Linked DNA regions of Mus musculus: regions 1 and 3 are each linked to region 2. The links are chromatin contacts, called in public HiChIP or PLAC-seq and Micro-C maps. All regions are on one chromosome and are shown on one strand. The core of a region is the stretch at or near the end of the contact, and the rest is flanking DNA. Distances in the headings are between cores, read along the strand shown.

Region 1 (4,465 bases), core at 343-2,842, 140 kb after region 2:
GTCCTCTTCTGATGTGTCTGAAGACAGCTACAGTGTACTCAGATACATAAAATAAATAAATAAATCTCTTTTTTTGTTTGTTTGTTTTTTGCTTTTTTGAGACAGGGTTTCTCTGTGTAGCCCTGGCTGTCCTGGAACTCACTCTGTAGACCAGGCTGGCCTCGAACTCAGAAATCCACCTGCCTCTGTCTCCCAAGTGCTGGGATTAAAGGCATGGGCCACCACTGCCCGGCGATAAATCAATCTTTAAAAAATACATTGTATGATCTTTTTAAATGACTTATTTATTTTATGTGCATTGGTGTTTTGCCTGCATGTATAGCTGTGTGAAGGTGTCAGATACTCAGCAGCTGGAGTTATAGCCTTGTGAGCTACCATGTAGATGCTGGGAATTAAGCCTGGGTCCACTGGAAGACCAGCCAGTGTTCTTAACTGCTGAGCAATCTCTCCAGCCCCAACTTTATGACCTTTTGATAACTAAACTCTGAGGAAAGTAGTTCAGTTGTGTGTTGTCTTGTATCAATGGATAGTATTTTGTGAGCTCATCATCCTGTTACCTTCAAAAGGTTAAACAGTGAGCTTAAATAATCTTGTCACTTTTAATAATCTTGCAAGGATGGCCGGTGACAGCAAACTTTTAATCCAGCACTGAGGAGGCAGAGGCAGGCAGATAAATCTCTGTGAGCTCCGGGACAGCTAGGGCTAGAGAGAGAGAGAGAAAGAGAAAGAGAGAAAGGAAGAGAAGAGAAGAGAAAAGAAAAGTTTTAATGATCTTGTCACACTGGAGGTTTCAGTAGGAGTTCAGAATATGACTGACGAATATAAACTGTATAAATTACAGTTTCCTCCTGGAGTCCTTAAGTTGCCTGCCATTTATACTTTCTCTCTCTCTTGGCTGGCCTAGAACTATCGGCATTGTTTCCTAGTATAGCACTGGCTAGTCTGGAACTTATTCAATAGATCTCTGGCTCTTGCCTCTACGTTTGAGTGTTTGGATTACAGAAGTGTGCCATCTTGCTTGGAACTTGTTAAAATCACATCTGTAAGTCAAAATCACCTCGGTAGCAAGAACATGGCTCCTGGACTCAGATGTGGGGCACAGGGAAGTCTTGAGTTTTTTTCCCTCCATTGTAGACTGTGCAGGTATGATGCTGTAGTCAGATAAGAGGAAACACATTAGCCTACCTCAAACTGGGAGACTCATCAGTGAACTGTTTTCATAAAGCCAAAAAACTTGATACTTGATTACTATGGTTAGATTAATGTTGACTGAGCTTTAAACTGTGAGCTATTTTTTGGAAGAAGAAAATGATCTAAGGGAAAACCAAGGAGGTTTGAAAAGGCAGTGGTTGGTGTTCTGTGAACAACAGACACCACATGCATGCCCGGCGAGCGCCTGGGGGGCAGGTTTGGAAGTGGAGGCTTCCCTCCACAGTCCTCACTAATGTTGACATATTTCCTCTTTCCCTAAGGTTGTCAGACAAAACCAACAAAATAACACGGGCTTGCAATTTCTGAGGGAGCTTCTGAATTCTTTCTAAAGAGGAAATTGACTTTACCTAACCAGGGCACTTCCTGCATATGCTGTATCCGTTAAAGAGCCAGGCAGGGCCTTGCTGGTTCAGTGCTCAAGTGCAGAGTTTCCTCTTAGAGGAAGGTCTGAAATGTGGCACAGTGGACTTTATTCTACCTATATTGCATTTATAAATCAACCATGGTCTTAAAAAATTCAGGTTCTGGGGCTGGGCCTGAGATGTAGCTCAGTTGGGAGAGTATTTGCCCACTATGCTTGAAGCTGGACATGGGGGGACCTACCTGTAGTTTGGAGGGGTGAAAGAAGAAAGATCAGAAGTTCAGGATCCTCTTGAACTACAATGAGATTGAGGCTTGGTATCCATGAGATATTGACTTTCAAAATAACAAACAAATGCATCAGGTCTAGAGCCTGACACTGTGCATTGCTAACAATATAAAAGTCATAAGACTTTCTTTCTGTAGTTTTTTAGTTTATTTTTTGGTTTTTCGAGATAGGGTTTCTCTGTGTAACCTATTCTGGAATTAGCTCTGTAAACCGGGCTGGCCTTGAACTCAGAGATCCACCTACCTCTGCTTCCAAAGTGCTGGATTAAGGGCTTGTGCTGACACACACACACACACACACATACACACACGTATATGTATATATTATTCATTTTTGGTAGGTGTATGTGTGTGTATGTGTGTGTGTGTGTGTGTGTGTGTACACATGTTAATATTCCAGTCAAGAGAAAGCTGGCAAGAGGATTAAGAGTTAGAATAGTATATAATAGATCATAAAACTACTATTGTTTGTAAAACAAAATGATGGCTTTGGGAGCTCTTTTTTTGGTTTTGGTTTTGGTTTTTTTGGTTTTTGAGACAGGGTTTCTCTTTATAGCCCTGGCTGTCCTGGAACTCATTTTGTAGACCAGGCTGGCCTCGAACTCAGAAATCTGCCTGCCTCTGCCTCCCAAGTGCTCGGATTAAAGGTATGCACCTTTACTGCTGGAGATTGAATCTAGATGCTTACACTCCTGAGTCATATCCCAGGTCGTGTGTTTGAACTGTCCCACTTATAGTTAGTATTTGAGAGGAAATGGACTGTGTTTTATCCATTACATTTTTTTAAAAAGATTTATTTATTTATTATATCTAAGTACAATGTAGCTGTCCTCAGACACTCCAGAAGAGGGCGCCAGATCTCATTATGGGTGGTTGTGAGCCACCATGTGGTTGCTGGGATTTGAACTCAGGACCTTCAGGAGAGCAATCAGTGCTCTTAACCGCTGAGCCATCTCTCCAGCCCCTATCCATTACATTTTTGTTGTTGTTGTTTTGTTTTGTTTTGAAGACGGGGTTTCTCTGTATAGCCCTGGCTGTCCTGGAACTCACTTTGTAGACCAGGCTGGCCTCGAACTCAGAAATCCACCTGCCTCTGCCTCCCAAGTGCTGGGATTAAAGGCGTGCGCCACCATGCCCAGCCCATTACATTTTATTAAACATCTGGTGACTACAAACAGCTTATTTGCTTTCAGAATATATGTGAGATGCAAAGACTTTTCTGTTATAACTCCTAGCACAAAGATTTTTAAACTTGGCTCTGTGGACCGAGGACAGTGCATCTAAAATGTGGGCAGACTCACCAATGTGCCTGTGACAAGTGAGAGTTCTGAGCGTATGTCCCTCCTACTCCTCCTAAGCTGTGTTCAGTTGGTCTCAACCCTGTAGTCTGAGTTAGCAGGGAGCACACAGAATCCCTTTGCAAAGAACATTTCATAATCACAACTCGATCCAGTTATCGGCCAGCTTGTCCCACCAATCACCGAGGTTTGTGATTAGTGAGAGATTGTATTCACCAAAATGAAATGAACAGTGATCTAGGAAGACATCTGTGCCCCTGCGCGTATGCGTGCGTGCACGTACACAGACAGACAGACAGACAGACAGACACAAAAGTAAAGCAGATTTAAAAAAAATGACAGCAGCAGCAACAAAGCTGATTATGGTGACACATGCTTGTCATCAAGAGGCTACATGAAACAAGCAAACACGAGGGAAGGATTACATGATCTCATTTCTGTAGAATCTGAAAAGGATTCATAGGAGCATGCAGTAGAATACTGGTCAGCAGGAACAAGGTGGGGAGAAATAGTGATACGTGGTACCACGGTGCAGGGTTTCTGTGATAGGATGAACATATTCTGGAGCATTAATGTATAGGGCAGGGACTGTGCCCTGAACTATATTGTATTTTGCAAATTGCTAAGAGAGAGCTTCAGTGTTCTTACCACAGAAAGTAATCATTGGGTTGGCAAGATGGCTTGTTGGATAAAGGTACTTGCTCCAAGTCCCAAAACCTGAGTTCAGTCCTTGAGGCCCACATGGTGGAGCGGGAGCACTGACCCTCAAAAGTCTTCTACACACAGGTGAAGGCCCAGGTGCTGTGCACAGGAGCTCTGCACACACATTCCTTACAAATGCGTGCTCGCTTGCGCGCTCTCTCTCTCTCTCTCTCTCTCTCTCTCTCTCTCTCCATATAGTTTTAAAAGTTTTCTTTAACTACATCAAACCAGGTGTGGTGGCTCACATCTTTCATTTCAGCACTCTTGGATCTGAGTTTGAGGCCAGCTTGGTCTACAGAGTGAGTTCCAGAACAGTCAAAGCAATACAGGGAAACCTTGCCCCTCCCCCCCCCCCCAAAAAAAAAAAAGAAAAAATAAATAAAGTAACTATGTCAAAAGATGGATACATTGATTAGCTTGACAGAAGTATCAACTGCTCATATGTGTATCAAAACACAGTGTACCTTGAGTGTATATAACTCAATTAACAAAAAATTTCTTGTGAGAGCAAGTTTCAAATTTATGAGCGTTTAGCCTCAGCCTCCTGAGTGCTGGTATTACAGGCTTGTTCTCCCATGCTTAGCTACATTAAAATTTTCTGCTAA
Region 2 (4,557 bases), core at 1,218-3,717:
CTAACGCTTTGATGCCAACCTTACCCTATATCTACGCTATACTGTAGATTGAGCAGAAGTTCTTACATGTAAGGCAAGTGCCCTACCACTAAGCTACACACGCTAGTCCTTGAAAATTTTTGATTAACCATCCTCCTACTTCAGACTCCTGAGTAATGGCTCACAGATGTGTGCCAACCACATGGTTGGCACCATCCTCTTAGGAAAAAGCAGGGTCTCCTTCAAAAGCTAAGGCTTTCTCTTATAACTTGCTCCCTGTGGTCAGAAAACCCACACAGAGTTGTTCCGATTCTCTAGCTGGCTTTCAGGACTACATGACATACTTTTTCTAACAAATTTTAAACTTCTGCATATTCCTAAGTAATACTGTTAAAGTTAATGTAAAATGTCCTACGGTGCCACTGAATCTGACATATGTACAGCACTTCTTTTTTTTTTTTTTTTTTTTTTTTTTCGAGACAGGGTTCTCTGTGTAGCCCCGGCTGTCCTGGTACTCACTTTGTAGCCCGCCCCCCTCCCCACCCCCCCAGTGCTGGGAATTAAGGCATGCGTCACCACGCCCAGCATGTATAGCATTTCTACTCAGTCTATACACTAATGCTGTATCATCGGTTCCTATATTGAACACCAAATCCAAAATATCTTTTTTACAAATTGAGTTTTAAAAAGCATTAGACTTTTAGAAAATACAATTAAGGGGTCACCTGCTCACTTTCCCTAATTTTCCCCCAAATGTATCAGCACCAACCATGCCTTAAATAATGTCTTCCTTTACTGTTAGAGAACTTGATGCAAAAGAAAGAGTAAGATACCATTATAAATAAGGCCAAAAACCCATAACTGAAAATAAAAAAGCAAACTATGCTTCACGGGAGCTTAGTTCCCAATTTTGACTAGAGTTCTCCCAAAAGCTGCTACAGCTACACGGATCAACAGTCCACAGTCGTTTCCTCCCCTCCCGCCCCTTTCTGAGGCCAGCAGACTTGGGGCTGCAGTGGTTAAAAGCAGAAAACCCAAGTCTGGTGGCTCAAACCACCTGTAACTCTAGCTCCGAGGGATCTGACTTGCTCTGTCTGGGCCCTAAGAGCACACCCTACCCCACCCCCCCAAAATTGTTTTTTTTTTCTTAATATGTACACTTTCCTCCTTAGGAATGTATCACAGCGACCTAGAGAGGCTACTTAAAGATATAATTGAGTGGTTTATAATAGAATGCTTCAAATCAGCAATGGCAAAACATGAACTAATGAACCCCTCTTTTTAACTTAGTTGCCATGATTAAGTCATGTACCTCGCAGTAAGATCAGAAATCCCTGCTCTATACTGCATTCCTATCAGCCAGCAAAAGCGTTGTTTTTGTTGTTTTGTCTTCTTTACCAGGAAAAAAGTGAGATCTATCTTTAAAGAGCATGGGAACATGTGCCTGTTCGGAAGCCCTATATGCCTGCTCTTATTAAAAGAACTACTACAGAACTATGGAATGTCTAACAAGGAGCGAAAATTAAGACTTTTAGGGTAACAATCGCCCCATCTAAAGATCCCTCCCTAGTTAAGTATCGTTCACTCAATACTCATATTATTAACTTGAAGGAGTTTGTTCGACACAAGTACGGCAAAAAAAAAAAAAAAAAAATCTAATTTTTAAAAAATCCCGCTATCTTAAGCTCTTTTTTTTCTTCTTGGTGCTGGAGACTGAATCCAGGTTTTTATGCATGCTAGAATTCTACTACTGAGCTACTTACTCAAGCAAGCCAACGCTCTCTCTTAATGCCCATGCACAGTAGCAGTGAAGGCAGCAAGTGAAAAAAAAAAAAAAAAAAAATTCCAGAGACCTGACCTTGCTCCCAAGTCGACTACTTCTGCACTCCTCCTCCCCCTAGTGTCCCCCGCCAGCCGGTTCCCGCAGTCCCAAGTGCTCAGTCTGCCTGTTCCAACATCTGCCTGGCAATGAGTGACTGACAGGCGACCAGAGGGTCGGACGGGAGGTGGCCCGACAAACGCTGAGGCCCAAGAGGAAAGAACTCGAGGAGGTGGTGGCGACGGCGACAGCTTTCGCAGCGAGAGGACCGGGCGTTAGGGACTGAAGGGGGACAAGGCCTGCGAGGAGCAGAGGGCCACGGTAGGGAAGAGCAAAGGGGCTGGCAGGCTTGGAGAGGGCACCCGGGCTGCGAGGCCGGGCAGGGCGCGGACTCACGTTCTCCCACCAGCAGGATCCTCACGTCTTTCTTCATGTCGGAGGCTCGCAGGGGCCGCACTCGGCCCGCACGCATGGAGCGCACGCCTCACGCCGGGAGCGTCCAGCCCGTGGCGCCGCTCTCCCCGCGATACCGCCGCTCCCTGCCAGCCTTAGCGGCCTCTGCGCCCGAATCTCGGCCGCCAGGACCTGCCGCACCGACTCCTCCTCTACCGCTCCGCTTGGGAGCCGGGGCAAGCCAGCTCCGCCTCCTCCGGCTCCGCGGACGCGGGCGGCGGCGGCGGCGAGGACGACGGCGGGCGGCGAGGGACAAGAGCTTTCGGAACCTCAACGCTCTCGTATCTTGAACAGCGCCCCTGCAGGAAGGCAGACGGTAGCGCAAAACCCCGGAGGTTTGCCTGCCACAGTCTGAACACTGCCAGAGGATGTAAGTGACAGATTCCTTGGTCAGAACAGTCAGAGCCCACTTGTTTTACAGAACAAGAACAGAAGAGTCCAGGGTCACGCAGCAGGAGCTTGGTCGTGAATCGGAGATTTCTTCACTAAACGATAATGTCCAGGAGGGCAAGAGACCTGCCTACCTGGTTTTCAGCTGTGTTCACACTGTTGGACTTACCTTTCAAAAATGCTTTATTGAACAAGGTTACTGGCTCCCAGGGTGTGAACACTCCCCAGAGCCCATCACCTGTTTTCCCCCCCTCAAAATGTATTATTCTGTATATTTGTGTATGACACGTGCGTTTGAGTATCTTCCATGGTGAGTATGTGGCGGTCAGAGGACAGTCCTCAAGAATTGGTACTTGGCTGACATTATGGCACAAGCCAGCTCTTAGAGGCACTTTGGATCCAGGGGTCAAACTCAGGTCATCAGGCCTGAACAGAAAGCACTTTTACCCGAGACTATATCACAGCCCAAGAAATTGCTTAAAAAAAAAAAAAGGCCGACAACCGGGCTTTTTTTTCATGGTGGCGCACGCCTTTGATCCCTGCACCGGGGAGGCAGAGGCAGGCAGATTTCTGAGTTCGAGGCCAGACTGGTCTACAAAGTGAGTTCCAGGACAGCCAGGGCTACACAGAGGAACCCTGTCTCGAAAAACCAAAAAAAAAAAAAAAAAAAAAAAGTAGGGCGTGATAGCTCATGCCTGTAATCCCAGCATCTGGGAAGATGAAGTAGAAGGATTGCCATGAATCTGAGGCCAGCCTGGGCTTTAGGGTGAGACCTAAGGAGCCATGGTATTTCAAACCTGAAAGTGGTGGTGGCAAGAAGATTAAGCCATCAAAGCTATTCTTATCCACACATAGATATTTCATGCCCACCAGGCGGTGGTGGCACACGTCTTTAATTCCAGCACTTGGGAGGCAAAGGCAGGAGATTTCTGAGTTCGAGGCCAGCCTGGTCTACAAAGTGAGTTCCAGGACAGCCAGGGCTATACAGAGAAATCCTGTCTCAAAAAACAAACAAACAAACAAAAAAACAGACAGACAGAAATAGAAGGAAACCCTTTCTTAAAAAGTGCCTGGGAAAGCTGGTGTGGTGATATAAACCATCCCAGTATTCAAGAGGTTGAAGCAGGACCACTAGTTGAGAGCCAACCTGAGTTACCCAATGAAACCCTGTCTCAAACAAGCAACAAAACCCCACTCCGTGATACAACAGGGGGTGAAGGCACACCTCTTGTTCACAGGGAGATGTCCCTAGGACGGTAGCTGCAAAGAAGATTACAGGACTCTAGAGGACTCATGGCCCCTCTGCCTGTTTCTTCTCTACCAAATGAAGATGTCAGACCCTTCCTTGCATAAATATTTGGAGCAACCTCATGAAGTAATATTTAAATGTTCCACTATTTTCTGATGGAATCACCACCAGATAAACCCACTATAAACAGAAATCTAGTAATCTAGTAACCTTCCAAGCACCACATTTAAATAACACAGTAGTTTATCTTCCTGATCACACAGCTGAGAGACACTTGCTGCTGCTGTCCTGCCTATTACTAGCCCAGAAAGGCATCAAAAATTGTGAAATACAATTCTATTAACCATGTTATCACTTTGGCACTATGATACATTTTAGCCAAAAGATAGAGAAACAATTGACACTACTATAGATTTCTTTTTTAATATAGCTGGAAGTGGTGACAGGTGCCTTTAATCCCAGTACTCAGGAGGCAGAGACAGGCTGATTTCTTAAAAGAGTTCTACTCCAGGGTCTGGGAGAGATGGTTCAATGGTTAAGAGCACTGCCTGCTCTTCCAAAGGTCCTGAGTTCAACTCCCAGCAACCACATGGTGTTTCACAACCATCTATACCAGGGTCTGATGCCTTCTTCTGGCATGCAAGTGTATATACAGGTAGAGCACTCA
Region 3 (4,751 bases), core at 212-2,711, 220 kb before region 2:
GTATTCCCAGAGTCAAGAACTTCAAGCTGTTGACAGTGTCCTTTCTTGGTACAAGTCTTGTGTACAGAAATTCAAGACTCAGCAACTCAGTTAAGTCAACATAAGCATCAACATCCTGGCAGTCCCTCATATACCTGCATTCACCAACAACTTGTTGATCCAATCCGAATCTCCCAGGCTACATTTGAAAGCTCACGCCGGGCGGGCATAGTGGCACACGCCTTTAACGCCAGCACTTGGGAGGCAGAGACAGGCGGATTTCTGAGTTCAAGGCCAGCCTGGTCTACAAAGTAAGTTTCAGGACAGCCAGGGCTACATGGAGAAAATCTGTCTCAAAAAACCAAAAAAAAAAAAAAAAAAAAAAACCTCACATTACCACAGGAGGAAGCTCATTCTCTAACTGAACCCTTAAGGAATGAATATTAAAAGGCCTTCTCTGCCATCAACCACTTATTTCTATTTACACCTGAATCCCAGTAGAAAGCGACCGGCTGGAGGTTCCTACTTCAACTTTCCTGTTGCCCTACGGTTTAAGACAATCACGCTATGGTATTAAAATTTTTCTTTTTCTCCAGCAATGTGCGGCCCGCCGGTCCCAAAAAGTTCCCTGAACGACAGCCTCTCAGAACTCAGAACTAAACTTCAACCCCTACTGGGAAAAATGAGTCACCTCCTCTGTCCCGGCGGTCCCACTCGGACGACACTTCAGCTCACAAGCTACACCGGTCAAATACCAATCTTAAGCGTGTGGCACCCCTCAACTTCCCACACCCAGAAAGTGGCCCTCTGCTGCCGGCGGCTGCGGCTGAGGGCTGGCTGTAAGCGACAGCTCCCAGCGTCCCGGAAGAAAACTCCAAGAGAAGCGCTCGCGCTCCCACCCGGAGCAACCTGTGCTGATAACAACGGCGGGAAATGTCAGTCCTGCGCGGCAGTCGCCCGGACCTCTCAACAACACACTCTCCGACCCGTCTGTCCCGGGCCGCCACTCTCAGCCCCCGGCCAGCTCGCGCGGGCCACAATCGGGGACCCTTGAGGGGTAGCGAACCTGGCCCGGCCCGCTCGCCACGCTGCGCTGCGCTGCGCCCACCGTGAGTCAGCAGGCAGCAGGTGGACGGGCCGGCTGCCTAGGGGCTTCCCGCCCGATTGGAAGCCATGGGGCTCCTGGGGTCCCCGAGCGGCCTGCGCCCCCAGCCCGGCCCCCCTCACACACAGTGAGTCAGCAGCACCATAGCCGGCTAGCCCGGCCCCTCTCCGCCGCCTCCGACCCACACAGGCCGCGCCGGGACGGCGGAGCCGCGGGGACGGCGCCAGGCCCTTTACCGATGGAGTGGAGGATGTCGATGGAGGCCTCCCGGTCGGTGCTGAGTAGAGACTGGGCTCTCTGGAACTCCACCACCGCTGCGGCCGCCATCTTACCGCTCTCACACCGTCCCCGGCCGCGGCCGCCGACGCCGGAAACACACACCCGGAAGACCCGCCCTCGCGTTCCTACCAGAAGACCCCGCCTCCCTTCTCCGAGCACCCCGGGAGTTGTAGTCTCTCTGCCCCGTGGGTGGCCCAGGAGCGTCCCGCAAGCGACAAACGAGCTCCCCCATCGCCATCTCGCGGCCATCTGAAGAGACAAACCGAAATTAATCCCCACCACTCCAAAAGAGGCTGAGTACTCAAGGAAAGCTGCTTGGCTGTTTGTATAGTATCCCCGTGTAACCAGTCACTCATAGCGATAGATGATCTTTCAAATTGCCTATTATGTGGCAGGAATAGCACCGTTCAGATTCATTCAGATGTTTTGCAGGGAGGACACATACACACACTCCCTTCCAGGACGGAAGAAATCGCCAATGTAAAAGAACACTGTCTTTCACAAATAGCCATTCCATCATCGGACAGAGCTTCACATTGTGGATTGAAAGTCATCTTTGACCCAATCATTCAATCTAAATAGTTCTTGAGATTCACATTTGACTCATACCAGCTTTCCAGCTCAACAATAGAACAAAATTTTCCTCCCGTATCTCCAATTCCTTCAACTGTAATAGGATATCTGTGAAGATATCAAGGGAAAGGGGAAAAAAGCATGTTTCTTATCACTAAGGATCAACCTAAAGATGTTGCTAAACCTATACAGAGGGAGACCTTCTAAGTTGATGACAATCTGGAAATTAAATAGCTGTGCTGTATAAAAAACTAAGTAGAACCAACATTATACTCCTCTATGACTGGACTAATCAATCTCTATACCTGTCTCCTTTCATTTGTCCAACAATACTCAACAAGAGTCTTTGAAAAAATATTTAATTAATACCTAAGGAAACTGAAGGGAATAAAGTGACTGACAGAACTGAGACCTGGTAGGAAAGACATTCCCACCCTTTGCATTTTCTAATGAAATCTGGGTAATATCCCACCATGCTGGTAACAGAAGTCCTGACTTTGTTGTGTCACGTGAACTAAACTGGCTTCCAAATTCTCCCAACTCTGAAATTCCATGAACTTCGGTGTAATGCTGTGATCATCCCCCCCCCCCCACACACACACACACACACACTCACCCAAGAAGTCATTCCTTCTTTCTCAATCTGATGGAGAGCTAATGAGACTATACTGAATTCATTTGTTGTTGTAGTTTTTAAGTTTTTACTTCTATGTCTGTCTGTCTGTGGGAACTCACATGCCATGGCATGCACATGGAGAAGGGAACTCTTGCAGAAGTCAGTACTCACAATCATGGCCAGCCCAGAGATTGAACTCAGGGACTCATGTTTGGCAGCAAGCACCCTTATCTGTGCCCTCTTCCCTTCTCCTCTCCCAGGTGCTAGAATTAAAGGCACTTCCAGCTTCTGTCTCTTTTTTTTTTTTTTTTTTTTTTTGGTTTTTTGAGACAGGGTTTCTCTGTATAGCCCTGGCTGTCCTGGAACTCACTTTGTAGATCAGGCTGGCCTCGAACTCAGAAATCCGCCTGCCTCTGCCTCCCAAGTGCTGGGATTAAAGGCGTGTGCCACCACAACCAGTCTCCAGCTTCTGTATCTTTTCTTTCTCTCTTTCTTTCTCTCTTTCTTCCTTTCTTTCTTTCTTTCTTTCTTTCTTTTTTGTTGTTGTTTTGTTTTGTTTGTTTGCTTGTTTGTTTGTTTGTTTTTCGAGACAGGGTTTCTCTGTGTAGCCCTGGCTATCCTGGAACTCACTCTGTAGACCAGATGGCCTCGAACTCAGAAATCTGCCTGCCTCTGCCTCCCGAGTGCTGGGATTAAAGGCGTGTGCCACCACACCCGGCCTCTGTATCTTTTCTTAACCAATTCAATTGTATCATCATCCTGAATGTACAATTTAAGAACAACAGGCTTTGGAAATGCTACTTTTGTTCCAAACTCTAGGCGGGGTACTAGTAGATGGTGACTTCTGTAGACTCCTACTCACTTTGATCTTTAGCGTTCCTATCTGAATAACAGGGATAAGAGGGGCTAGAGAGATGGCTCAGCGGTTAAGAGCACTGACTGCTCTTCCTAAGATCCTGAGTTCAATACCCAGCAACCACATGGTGGCTCACAAGCATGTGTAATGAGATCTGATGCCCTCTTCTGGTATGTCTAAAAACAACTACAATGTACTTATATAAATATAATAAATAAATCTTTCTTTTTTTTTTTCCTCGAGACAGGGTTTCTCTGTGTAGCTCTGGCTGTCCTGGAGCTCATTCTGTAGACCAGGCTGGCCTTGAACTCAGAAATCCGCCTGCCTCTGCCTCCCCAGTGCTAGGATTAAAGGCGTCCACCATGCCCGGCTCCTAAATAAATCTTTTAAAACAACAACAACAACAATAACAACAACAAACCGCTAGGCGGTGTGTGGCGCACGCCTTTAATCCCAGCACTCGGGAGGCAGAGGCAGGCGGATTGAGGCAGAGGCAGGCAGATTTCTGAGTTCGAGGCCAGCCTGGTCTACAGTAGAGTGAGTTCCAGGACAGAGGACAGCCAGGGCTATGCAGAGAAATCCTGTCTCGAAAAAACAAACAAACAAACAAAAAAAAAAAAAAAACAGCAATTTTCAGGACTGTTAAGATGTTAAAAAAAAAAAAAAACCTCATACCCGCATTCTTACAGTTGTCCTTTGTTCGTCGTAATTTCAGCTTTGTACCCTCTCTACATGTTGTATTTAGTCTTCAGCGCTTGTGAGCCTCTGGTTGGGATCTCCTGGTGCTCCACAGTGTACCTCGAACTCTGTTCCACACATCTCAGCACTCAGCACTCTCCTGCTGCCAGCTCTGCTCAGTTCTCGTTTTTTATTTTTTATTTTCTCTTCTTCCCTACTCCCCATCACTCTCACTTTTTCCCTTTATAGCCCTTGGTTTTCAACTCAAAGAACAGCACACAGAGATGCTTTCTGAATCATTCCTTTAAAAGTGATGTTTTACGCCTGCAGTTCAGTAAGCAGCCCATCATTCTCTTTACTTCCTTCCTTTAGAGGGCGCCTTTTCTGCCTGACAGTCGGCATTCCTACTCCTACTCATGGACTTAAACATGGCAACCATATCAGAGCCTGACAGTGGTGGAGCACACGCCTTTAATCCCAGCACTAGTGGGCTGAAGAGATGGCCCAGCGGTTAAGAACACTGACTGCTGAGATGATCCTGAGTTCAACTTTCAGCAACCACATGGTGGCTCACAACCATCTGTAATGGATCTAATGCCCTCTTCTGGTGTGTCTGAGGACTGTAACAGTGTACTCACATATAAAATAAGCCTCCTCCTTGTCTA

Evidence for each region. A called contact is a pair of places that touch in the nucleus more often than the background predicts. HiChIP or PLAC-seq counts read pairs in DNA pulled down with a chosen protein or histone mark.
Region 1: a contact with region 2 is called in an H3K4me3 HiChIP or PLAC-seq map of bone marrow-derived macrophages, with 4 times the contacts expected there. The contact joins the enhancer-like site here to the promoter of Rhot1 in region 2. A contact is called at or near these places in 11 of 39 promoter capture datasets (the 3T3-L1 cell line, 3T3-L1-derived adipocytes, the C10 cell line and 5 more), 2 of 484 Hi-C or Micro-C datasets (B cells and embryonic stem cells), 7 of 115 datasets of contacts at active chromatin or transcription factors (the HPC-7 cell line, bone marrow-derived macrophages, effector CD8 T cells and 2 more) and 4 of 9 other capture datasets (adipose tissue, embryonic stem cells, liver and 1 more).
Region 3: a contact with region 2 is called in a Micro-C map of embryonic stem cells, with 3 times the contacts expected there. The contact joins the promoter of Psmd11 here to the promoter of Rhot1 in region 2. A contact is called at or near these places in 1 of 39 promoter capture datasets (the C10 cell line), 3 of 484 Hi-C or Micro-C datasets (all in embryonic stem cells) and 2 of 9 other capture datasets (adipose tissue and pancreatic islet).

Annotation. Positions count from the first base shown.
Region 1 is chr11:80,064,823-80,069,287 of GRCm38.p6, reverse strand. The region is part of intron 1 of Crlf3 (cytokine receptor-like factor 3); the gene reads left to right. Among named protein-coding and RNA genes, the nearest start is that of Crlf3, 14 kb to the left of the region's middle. Within about 2 kb of position 1,592, at least 89 of the 459 cell types and tissues checked have an H3K27ac peak or open chromatin away from gene starts, as enhancers often do. A contact at or near this core is called in B cells, the HPC-7 cell line, adipose tissue and 3 more, where this site is marked.
Region 2 is chr11:80,206,961-80,211,517 of GRCm38.p6, reverse strand. Rhot1 (ras homolog family member T1) reads right to left here and starts at 2,467. Exons shown (of 19, transcript NM_021536.8): 1 at 2,195-2,467. The coding sequence starts at 2,270.
Region 3 is chr11:80,425,325-80,430,075 of GRCm38.p6, reverse strand. It overlaps Psmd11 (proteasome (prosome, macropain) 26S subunit, non-ATPase, 11), which reads right to left and starts at 1,461. Exons shown (of 14, transcript NM_178616.3): 1 at 1,321-1,461. The coding sequence starts at 1,411.